Regions from separate parts of the Sus scrofa genome. Here all the other regions are linked to region 1. A link is a contact called in public HiChIP or PLAC-seq data. All regions are on one chromosome and are shown on one strand. The core of a region is the stretch at or near the end of the contact, and the rest is flanking DNA. Distances in the headings are between cores, read along the strand shown. Region 1 overlaps NOTCH2 (neurogenic locus notch homolog protein 2). Region 2 overlaps NOTCH2 (neurogenic locus notch homolog protein 2). Region 3 overlaps LOC110260433 (a long non-coding RNA gene).

What was found. HiChIP or PLAC-seq counts read pairs in DNA pulled down with a chosen protein or histone mark.
Region 2: a contact with region 1 is called in an H3K27ac HiChIP or PLAC-seq map of alveolar macrophages. The contact joins two enhancer-like sites. A contact is called at or near these places in 5 of 47 Hi-C or Micro-C datasets (blood, embryonic fibroblasts and skeletal muscle) and 2 of 2 datasets of contacts at active chromatin or transcription factors (alveolar macrophages and skeletal muscle).
Region 3: an H3K27ac HiChIP or PLAC-seq map of alveolar macrophages shows a contact between it and region 1, with 2.9 times the contacts expected there. The contact joins two enhancer-like sites. A contact is called at or near these places in 13 of 47 Hi-C or Micro-C datasets (blood, brain, embryonic fibroblasts and 7 more) and 2 of 2 datasets of contacts at active chromatin or transcription factors (alveolar macrophages and skeletal muscle).

The regions. Positions count from the first base shown.
Region 1 is chr4:100,987,284-100,990,686 of Sscrofa11.1, forward strand. All of the region lies in intron 1 of NOTCH2 (neurogenic locus notch homolog protein 2), which reads left to right. Among named protein-coding and RNA genes, the nearest start is that of NOTCH2, 37 kb to the left of the region's middle. Within about 2 kb of position 1,633, at least 4 of the 83 cell types and tissues checked have an H3K27ac peak or open chromatin away from gene starts, as enhancers often do. A contact at or near this core is called in alveolar macrophages, where this site is marked.
Region 2 is chr4:101,067,119-101,070,521 of Sscrofa11.1, forward strand. It overlaps NOTCH2 (neurogenic locus notch homolog protein 2), which reads left to right. Exons shown (of 34, transcript XM_021090691.1): 5 at 1,859-1,981. Among named protein-coding and RNA genes, the nearest start is that of NOTCH2, 120 kb to the left of the region's middle. Within about 2 kb of position 1,688, at least 14 of the 83 cell types and tissues checked have an H3K27ac peak or open chromatin away from gene starts, as enhancers often do. A contact at or near this core is called in alveolar macrophages, where this site is marked.
Region 3 is chr4:100,908,854-100,912,256 of Sscrofa11.1, forward strand. The region is part of intron 2 of LOC110260433 (a long non-coding RNA gene); the gene reads right to left. Among named protein-coding and RNA genes, the nearest start is that of NOTCH2, 41 kb to the right of the region's middle. Within about 2 kb of position 1,623, at least 21 of the 83 cell types and tissues checked have an H3K27ac peak or open chromatin away from gene starts, as enhancers often do. A contact at or near this core is called in alveolar macrophages, where this site is marked.

The sequences.
Region 1 (3,403 bases), core at 383-2,882:
AATACTCAGCCCTTTGTGGATGACAGGGATCCAGAGGTACCCTTTACTGAACTGATATCTACCCCTCCATAAAAGGAGTTAAATCCATGAGAAGCATGAAGATGATCCCATCTTGGGTAATTGCTTGGTTTAATCATATTAGCCCTATGTGTTTTATACCTCCCTGCCCAGATGGTCACTGGTGGGTGGGAAGCATTTGTTTAGCAGTGTTTCCCTAACCTCTCTTTTAAGAAGTCCTTAGGATCCTGTCCTGGAGATTCTGATTCAGTGAGTTTGAAATAGTGTCTGGGAATTTGTGTATTTAAGAAGTAGCCTGGTAGTTTTTATATTAGGGAAGTTTTAGAATCACTGCAGAGTGACTCTAGGGAAGCCAAGGGCTTTTATTGTTTGTGTTTGCTTATTTTTCATGATAGTGCTAGAGATGGGTTGTTTTGATTTGGTCCTTTGGTCGCTCTCCCCCCCACTGCCTTGCAAGTGCCTGCTTTTTGCAGTGGTAGGAGGTTTGCTATATGCTGAATGCCTAACTTTTTGCAGTGGTAAGAGGTTTGCTATATGCTGAATGCCTAACTTAGCAGGGAGAGGCAGCTGCTTTGGCATCCCTATAAGGCTTGTAAAGTAATTTTTTTTCTTTTCTTTTTTTTTTTTTTTTTTTTTTTTTTGCAATTTTTCCAAAGTCTTGGAACTGCTTGTATGTGTTATGTGTGACTTTGATGGAGGCCTCCTTATCTCTCCATCAGAATGTTACCTGAGATGCCAGACTACATAGAAGTTACAGTCTTTTTGGTGTCTATTGAAGAAATCTGTCCTCAGCCCTTGTGAATGATACTATCTTAGGATGTCTGTTTTGTTAACCCATGAATGCATATCTGGTGTCAGGGATTGCCCTCAGATATGTTAGTGCAAAAGATAGAAAGGTCACTCATTTCAGGCGGTCCTGCTTTTGGGGTGTCTGGGCTGCTGCAGTGAATGGAATAAGAGAGAATAAAAGAGGAACCAGGGACCTCTTGAGCAGAAATGAGAGGTCTGTAAGAAGCCGCCCAGGAGTGTTCCTCTGACAAAGACAGTTGATTTTGCTGTTCTTGATAGGAAGAGGAAAGTGGCTTCAGATCTGAAAGCATATGCTTATGGCGTCTGGATGGGACAATTGCAGTATTCATTGGCAGTGGTAGGAGGTTTGCTATAGGTCTGTTCTTTTTCTCCTCCTCTCCTTTTTGAGGAGAATACCAACTGTGTGACCTTAAAAAGAAGGGTAAACCAAGAAGAGGGCATGGTAAAAGCCATAGCTAGGAGTGAGAAAAGCAAAGCAATTATTATATTAATTAATTTATATATGTAAATACATAAATTTCTAGATAATACTTTAGTAGGAGCCGTAGCTATTGCCTTTAAGATTTATTGTCTCTGTAGCTCTGCTGTGTTAGTGGTGTGTTAGGGAGGACTGTGGTATGTTGTCATTCTTAATTTGTGTGTTTCCCTTAGCATCATGTGGTAGGGAGTATAGGTTGTTCTACTCTTCTAGCTGTGTGGGAATCATTGACCGAGTGGAAGATAGAATCCTGCCCCCAAGGAACTGACATCATCAGGGAGACAAGATACACAATTAGGAATATGAAATGCAGTTATTTAGTAACTTATCTACACTCTCTGAGAGCAGTTCCCTGAACTCAGGGTGACTAAGAGTTGTAGAGTCTGGGGGAGTAGACTCTAGGGCCACCAGCAAATAGCAATCTCCCAGATTACCCCTGCTGGGCTTGTCTGCTGTTCTCTTTCTCTCTTGGAATTTAGAAGTATCAAAACTTTACTTGGGGAAAAGACAAAGAACCTTTTGTTTGGTGGTGGTGTAAATACAAAGTTGGCACATGTTGTGGTGTTTATTATGTCTGTTAGTGGGGTTTGTGGCAAGAGAGAGGGCTGTGTTCTCAGTCCTGGCTGTTAAGCCTCATCTAGGACAAGTTAAGGTGGAAGTATCTCCTTTGGAAGATCTAGCTGCAGTAGCTGAAGGAACTTCTCTTCACAGCTAGGCAGTGACCAAGGTGCAGTATGGACACACCCCAAATTGCTGCCTTAGGTGGCATTGATTAATCATACTTAGATCTTCCTCACCCTCTTGTGCTTGTCTTGGCAAAACCCTGTTCTACCAGCTCCTCAAAGTTTGGGCTTTACTAGATGATTATACAAACTCTTAGGGGTCATTTTACTATCCCTTGCTACTTTTGAACTGCAGTCTGGTTATCATGGTCCAGCTCTGGTGTCCTCGGTCTCTAGGCCAGGCAATGAGAGGCCTGTGTCTCTATTACCATTGGACTGAAGCACCTTCCCCAGAAACTGCCTAGGACAGTTTCTGGTCTTCACGTCAGTTTCTTCTGCAGGATATTGGCAGTGACTCTGGTTCTTTGAATGCATCAGCCAAACAGCATGCCAAGACGGACTTATTGTCTCACAAAGACAGGTTGAATCTATGGATGTTGCAGAACCTGTTTCTGGGCTAAGAGTAGCTCTCCCACCTCATATGTATTTATACATATGAAGAAAGCGTGTGTGTGTGTGTGTATTTTGTGAGGTAAGGGAAACATGAAGATAATATTTTGATTGGAGTCAGATATTGTCTTCCTAATAATACGTTGTCTTTTAACAAATAACATCCCTTTAAAAATACAATTTTGCTTGCTCACTAAAGTGTTGTACAAGAAGCAGTGGTTACATTCTAAAGTATACAACCTTGTTCAGAGGCAGGTGCATTTTTAAATTGTTGTTTGCTTCTTTTTCATCTCTTTTTACCCTCATCTGTCTTTTGTGAGGAGATTCTGGGAGGCTTTTAAACCTCAAAGATTAAATAGCCTATTTTAACCAGTACCTAACAGGGAGGTGTTGCCATGTTGGTGTATTTGTCCACTATTCAATTAAGAATAATTGAGGACTACTTACTCACTAATACGTTGTTGAGTTTCTGAATATGAATAGCCAGAAAACTAGGTAGTGCTAATTTGCTGACTTCTCTAAATGGTAAGTGTGGTAAGCTGCAAAGAAACTTTTGTTTAATTCTGTTTTCATATGCTTTTGTTTGTCCAGAAAGTGTTGAGACTCATTGAAGTTTGAGGACATGTATATTTTGATTATTACTTTTTACTGTATTTTCTTTGCTGAGAATATGCCCTTATTTATTTGCTAGATCTTTAATTGGAAACATGAAGGACATTTACTTTATTACAAAATTTACAGCACCTTCTAATCTTTATGATGATTATTAGAGAAAAGAATACCTGTAAATCACACAAGTTTTGGATATTATGTTACTATATAAAGTAAGTAAAAAAATATGTTATGGCTCCTGTGACATAAACTTTCTAGGAGATTTAAGGAAAGTGGTTGTAACTGCAAACAAACATTGTGACATTTTAAGGTA
Region 2 (3,403 bases), core at 438-2,937, 80 kb after region 1:
AGGGTCATAATTTCAATTCCTTATAGTTTGGCTTCAAAGCTTTCATCACCTCCTTGACACCCTAGTCAACCACATTTTGTCTTTGTCACCAGGGAGATCAGGTTGGGGGAGGATGACCAATATCAATTCTAGGATACCACCAGACCATACAGATTCTAATAGTGTTGGGCAGGACCCCTTATGTATCCCATCATCCCATAATCTAAACCACTCTCTAACTTTCCTGAAGAATGTTTCCATTGAGGAGCACTAGACTAGGAACACAGACCTCAGTTGTTCAGGGACTATACATCTATCTATAGATTTGCCCTCAATTTATCGTAATTGTGGGTGGGCTTAAACAGTTCGACACTTTCTGACTCATTAGTCCATTTGGAAGACTTTCATATGATTAAACAGATATATGAGTAATATGAATAATTTAAAAAGTCTGAGTCTATAACATTTTTCAGAGTCTTTCTCAAGCTGACATAATGATTCATCTACTTGAATGGACTGAGTACCAAATACCTGGAGAAATGTAATTTCTCTTCAGTCAAGTTTTCATTTATCCGCATCTTCCACAAAGTGATTTCCTTTGGTCTCTGGGTAGTTTTTTCAGTAACTTGGTTCATACTCATTTACATAACTGCTACTGTAGTTAGAGAAACCAGCCACGTTCAGTGTAACAGAGAAGATATAGAATGCCACAGTAGCTTGTGGTAAGGAGTGAATAAAGCGAGGTGTAATTGATGTCTCACCAGACTGTAAATGCCCCGAAAGCAGGGACTCTCCTTTACACAGTTGTGCTGGTGCATAGTGTAAGACTCACAAGTGTTTTGAGTAAGAGAGAGGAACCTTAGGGAACATTTTGATAGAGGTCAAATATTTAGTCATACTGTATTTCAAATAAGAGAATGTTCAGTGAACATTCTGTCTTGTTTTAAAACTGGTAGTCTTTTATTTTAATAGCTATGAGATTTTGTAGCAAGGAGAAAGAAAAAAGCCCAATATATAAATTATAGAGGAGCACAGCAGTATGGGCAGTTAGGGTGAAGTTTGGTGTGCTAGTTTCATTTTCGTAAAAGGAAAAAATCAAGAGGAAGGAAGCAATGCTATAAAAGTGGAGAAAAGGATGAAGAATTTGAAGGGTTGACAAGTTTAATTAGTAATAATGCCACCCCATGTTCAGATAGCTCTTTATATTTATACTGTATTTTACTCATGATGTGGCACTTAGAACAACCTAGAAAAGCAGGCTGGGCAGGTGAAATCAGCCTCGTTTTACAGATGAGGAAGCTGTTTTCAGAGTTTGTAATTTACCATGTATTAAATAGCTTAAAAGCAGTGAGGGTGACTTTGACCCATATATTCAGATTTTATGTTCAGTATTTTTTTATGCCCCCACCCCCATTCTCCTCTGATTTTCCCAAGCAGTCATTCCAGGGGAAAAAAAATTAAAAGGAATTTAAATTTAATTAGGCAATCTTTCATCTGTTCTTCCCATTAATCTAGCACGGAGCTGGGGAAAATCTAATACCCTCCTCCCTTTTTTTAAAGAACCTCTTAATAGCTGTCCTGTGTAGACATTTATCTTCACTGGGATTTTATTTCATGAAAACACTTTGAAATACTTGTGAGGTAACTATGAAGGCATGTCACTGGCAAAATGAGTCATTTTTAACTGTCCGTGCTTGAAGTAAGAGAAGACAGAAGGTTGGGGGATTTTTTTCTGTGGTGAGTCTTGGGTTGACCAGCTGCTGACAATTGAACTGAAATAATGAAGTCAGTCTGTTCTGACGACCACGTCCTGTGGCGAAGAGCAGATCACATTATCTGTGTGATAATTTATCATTTTCTCTTGTTCTTCTCGTCCTAGGTTTCGAAGGCATCACCTGTGAGAGGAATATTGATGACTGCCCTAACCACAAGTGTCAGAATGGAGGGGTTTGTGTGGATGGGGTCAACACTTACAACTGCCGCTGCCCCCCTCAGTGGACAGGTATGTCCCGTGTGACACATCAGTCAGAATGGGGTGTAGGTTGGTCACCAGAGGCAGGTTGTTATTGAAGTAGACTCCTTTTACAAGGATCTCGTACTTCATCATTGGGTATAGTGCTACCAATATGTACCCGTGTTCACTTGAAGAAAGAAATATTTTCACAGGTATTATTGGGCAGCTTTTGTAAACCCAGCCCAATACTAGGTGGGAGATATGAGAAAAGAGCATTATTGACAGACTCTTGAAGTTATTATCTGGCAAAAACATCTGCCATGCCTAGAACATAGCAGATGCTTATTAGTATTTGAGGAAAAGAACATACTTAAATGCAAAAATACAAATGTTCTCACAACATACACACAAAAACAGTAACTGTGTGAGGTCAAGGACATGTTAACTGATCTTACTGTGGTAATCATTTCACATTTTACATTTCACATATCATCATCTTATACCCCCTTAAACTTATATGATGTTGTATGTTAAATATAGCTCAGTAAGGCTGGAAAAGAAAAAGAAACTACAACTTGTCAAGTTTTGGTGTAGTATCAAAGAATATTCATAATTATGTGATAAAGTTATTAAAATATTCCCCCTTCTACCCACCCTTCTTCCAGCTAAAAGGAAGGGAAAATAAATTTTACAGACCGTGAGAGTTCAGAGCTTATTGTTTGTGTACGGACAAAAACCGATCTCATTTTACTGTCATGTTCTATAATTATTATTATTTTTTTTTTGGTCTTTTTGCCTTTTTCTAGGGCCGCTCCTGTGGCATAAGGAGGTTCCCAGGCGAGGGGTCTAATCAGAGCTATGGCCTCCAGCCTATGCCAGAGCCACAGCAACTTGGGATCTGAGCCACGTCTGTGACCTACACCACAGCTTACGGCAACACCGGATCCTTAACCCACTTAGCAAGGACAGGGATTGAACCCACAACCTCATCGTTCCTAGTCATATTTGTTAACCACCGAGCCGTGATGGAAACTCCATGTCCTATAGTTATGCAAAGGGTTGAGCAGGTCTTCTTAATGATGTTATTTTTATGACGTCTATCTACATTTCTCTTTTTCCTTTTTTAATCCCTTTTTTGCACATAGATTTTTCTGATGTTAGAAAACTAGTCTTAAATTTATAACTGGAAGTATAACTTTCCAATTTATATTGGAAGTTTTTAATGTCTTAGGCAGATTTTCCTCTTATTTTTGAAATTGAGTTTATGTAAACATTTGGTTCCAATTTCTGTTTATATCTATTTATCTAACAGAAAGTGGAGACAAGTAAGAACTGATTAAAGAACTGATTAAGTGATTAAGAACTGAGCCTTTTTGAGAGAAATTGATTGATTTAATGTAGAAACCCAAGGATAAGTTAATGTTACAAGATAAAAACTACAACATCAATGAAAGGATTGTGCCCAGGAAA
Region 3 (3,403 bases), core at 373-2,872, 78 kb before region 1:
AAGTTCCCTTGCCAGAGACTGAACCCATACACAGCAGTGACAATGCCAGTTCCTTAATCCACTGAACCACCAAAGAACTTCTACTCTATTGTGTCTAATTCTTCACTTGGCCCTCATTTTTCAACCCAGCCTAATCTGGCATTGGTTCCCACTGTGTTGAAGGGGCTTTCACTAAAGACAGTGATTCCCCCCACCCCCTGATGATGTTACTAAATCCAGTGGATACATCAGTCACTATCTTAGTTGACTCTGAGCAGCATCTGATTCTAATGACCTCCTAGATGGACTCACCATCTTCCTTTGGTTTCCACACACTAGTATGGTTTTCCTACTTTAGTCATGGATATTCTGTATCCTTTGCAAGCTCCTTTTTCTCTACAAGAGTTTTAGGTGTTGCTGTTGCTCAAGACCCCATCCTATGCCAGCCTCTCTATCCTCTACACATTCTCTGAGAAATCATATCCCTTTCAATGTAGTTGAGATCTACATTCCAGTGATTTCCAAATCTCTACCTTTCCTGAACTCCAGACTTAAATATTCAACTGCCTTCTAGAACCATTTCAATTTGGAAGTTCCTGAAGCCATATTAACTCACTCCTTCAAACTATTCCTCTTCTAATGTTTCTTATCCAAATATATGCTACAACATCTGCCCGGATGCTCTAGCCAGAAACCTAAGATTCAACCTTGCTTACTCTTTTGCTCACTCATCACATTCAATCAACAACCAAGTCCAGTTAAATCTACTTCTTTGGATCTACCCACTTACTCTCATCCCCATCTGGCCTAAGCAATCAATCGCCTCTGGATTTGTGCAAGACTTTGCTAGTTTCCTGCCCCCGGTTTTTCTCTTCTTGTGTCATTTTCCACCACTTATCAGAAACTTTTTTGTAAATGTAATTCTGAACAATTCACCTCCTTTGTTTAAAAATCATTTAGTTGTTCCCACCGTTCATAGGCTATGGAGTCCAAACTTCTTAGCATAGCTCCTAAGCCCTTCATGATCAGTAACCTGCCTACCTGCCATCAGTCTGTGCATCACTCATGCTGGCTTGCAGTGTTTTAAATACAAACTGTTTCCTCCTGCTTCTGGGCCTTCACAAATGCTCTTGCCCTTGCCTGGAACACCCTCTCTAGGACCTCAATTATATGAAGTCTAAATTCTACCCTGAAATTGTCATTAACCTTATCAGAACTGAATTTGGCTACTTAATTTTATATTAATTCTTGGATTAAAACCCAAATTAACTTTATCTAATTTGATATATTTCTTAATTCTTTGAAAAATACATCCAAGGCTATGTTCTAATGAAAATGTATTTGAACTGATTAACTCAGGTCAGGATTGACTTTTACCACAACTGAATGTGAGCTGGAACATATTTTTTTAAATTACTGGAATGTTTTCTCAATTATTATTCACCATGATGTTCTCTCTTTGGAATTTTTTGTTCATTTCCAGTTGGCTTCTAGCACTCTCCTTTCTTACCTCTTAACTCTTCCCCTCTGGTTACCCTACACTTGCCCCTGATTGGATCCAGTTTGCATGCAGTGGTAGCTGCTGTGGGGCTGCGGTTAAATAGAACTGCTCAGACTGCAACAGGAAAGCATTGAATCGAAAGCAAGGGGGAGGAAGCACAAACCGATACCCACCACAAAGCTGCTGAGTGCCCAGCATGACCCAAGCCGCACCCTCTGATGAGGAGTCTTGTGGAGGAGCAAGAAGCCACAGAGTTTAATAAATCATCAGCACAGCCCATTCTCTACTTCCCGTGATCCAGCCTTCTGGGTCACCATGAGTGTCACCAGGTATTGGCCTAAGAAGGTAGGTAATGACAGAAAAGCCACCAGAGAGGCAGAGGCTGGGGAAAAGTCCCCGAAATGAATGGCTGTGGACCATTTATTTCAAAATCCCCTCATAGTGCAGCTCTGTGAGCAGGAACCTCCCAGGGATACAAGTGTTTCTAAGGAGCTCTCTACCTGATATAGGCTCCCATGTTCCCTGAAAAATACACTGGCTACCTGCCTGAAAGGCTGCTTCTAGGAGTGGCCAAAAAAAAAAAAAAATTTATAAAAATCCCTGTGAGAGACAATTAGAGAGCTTTAAATTCACATTAATGTGTAAATGACCATTTTCAGATTTTTTCCTGACTTCGATAGAGGGAGAAGGAGAAAGGGAGGAGATGAGAGCATCAACGATATACTCCACCTACTTTATGATTTTGCCTCTGCCTACCCTTACTACTTATGTTTGCCACCTTTGCTATTAAAGGAGATACTAATTCTTCAGCAGCCAGAACTATAGGGAAAGGAAATGAAAAGTGTGGGAAAATGTGCAATAATTTGGTCTAGATTTTAAATACTGATCAGGTTGGGAACTCCTTGAAACTGTAGAGTCTCACAGTGGATCATTACTCATCACCTCCGAATCTGAGGAGGTGAGAGCTGGGCCCTGCTTTTCCAGCTGGAGAAGCAGAGAACAGAAACTGGGCGGGGGCGGGGGGTGGGGGGGCATCTTGGGCTGGAGGAAAGGCTGCTTTGTTTGGCTGGAAGTGGGCACTTGTGTCTTCAGAGAGTGCCAGACTCACACTTTAGATAACAGAACAGGAAATACAGTTAGTGCAGCTGGAGTTGGGGGGGTGGGGGGTAGAGAACATACCGTGTACCCAAGACCACTAAGTTACTCATTGGCCTTTCTGCTTCTCACTTTTCTATCCTGCAAGCGGCCAGGACCGACTGTGGAAGCATTGGGAAATAGGTGCAACGTGCCCTGCTGCCTACCCCTTTCCCTTGCAGCCTTCTCACCCCTCCCATCATGTTCAGTTTCTTTCTCTTCAACCCAGAAAATTTCCGAGATCTAGATCATCAATGAAATTTAAAGGGAGGAATATGGGCACTTGGATAGGAGGTGAGGCAAAGAATTCTGGAGTAAGATGGACCATCTTCTCTCACAAGGCCAGAGCCTCAAGTGGTAAACATGGCCTCTGTTTTAGCAACCCCAACAGCAGTGAGTTGGAGGGTGTCCTAATCAAAGAAAAAGGGAATGAGGTTGTAGTCAGGTGACTTTGTTTTGAAACTGTCCCCCCTCCCTCTTTTCTTTTCTCCCTCTTCTTTCCTCCCTTCCCTCCAGAAAGGAAGGGAGGGGAAAGCGGCCATAGAATGGGAAACTCCTCCAGGCTCAGAGGAATGCTGCAAGCTTCCCCGGCCTGAGTGCCTGCCTAGATTTTGCCCACTTTCTTCAGTGACAAGGACATTCCTCTTGTTAAACCCTCAAGTTGTGTTTAATAATTATGTGTGATCCAAACTGCAGGATTGGGGTGACTATGCTCCCTAGATGCCATCTTTCAACTGGTGACCTGCCTTAACAAATTACATTCCTTAGAACAAGGAAAATTCACAATAT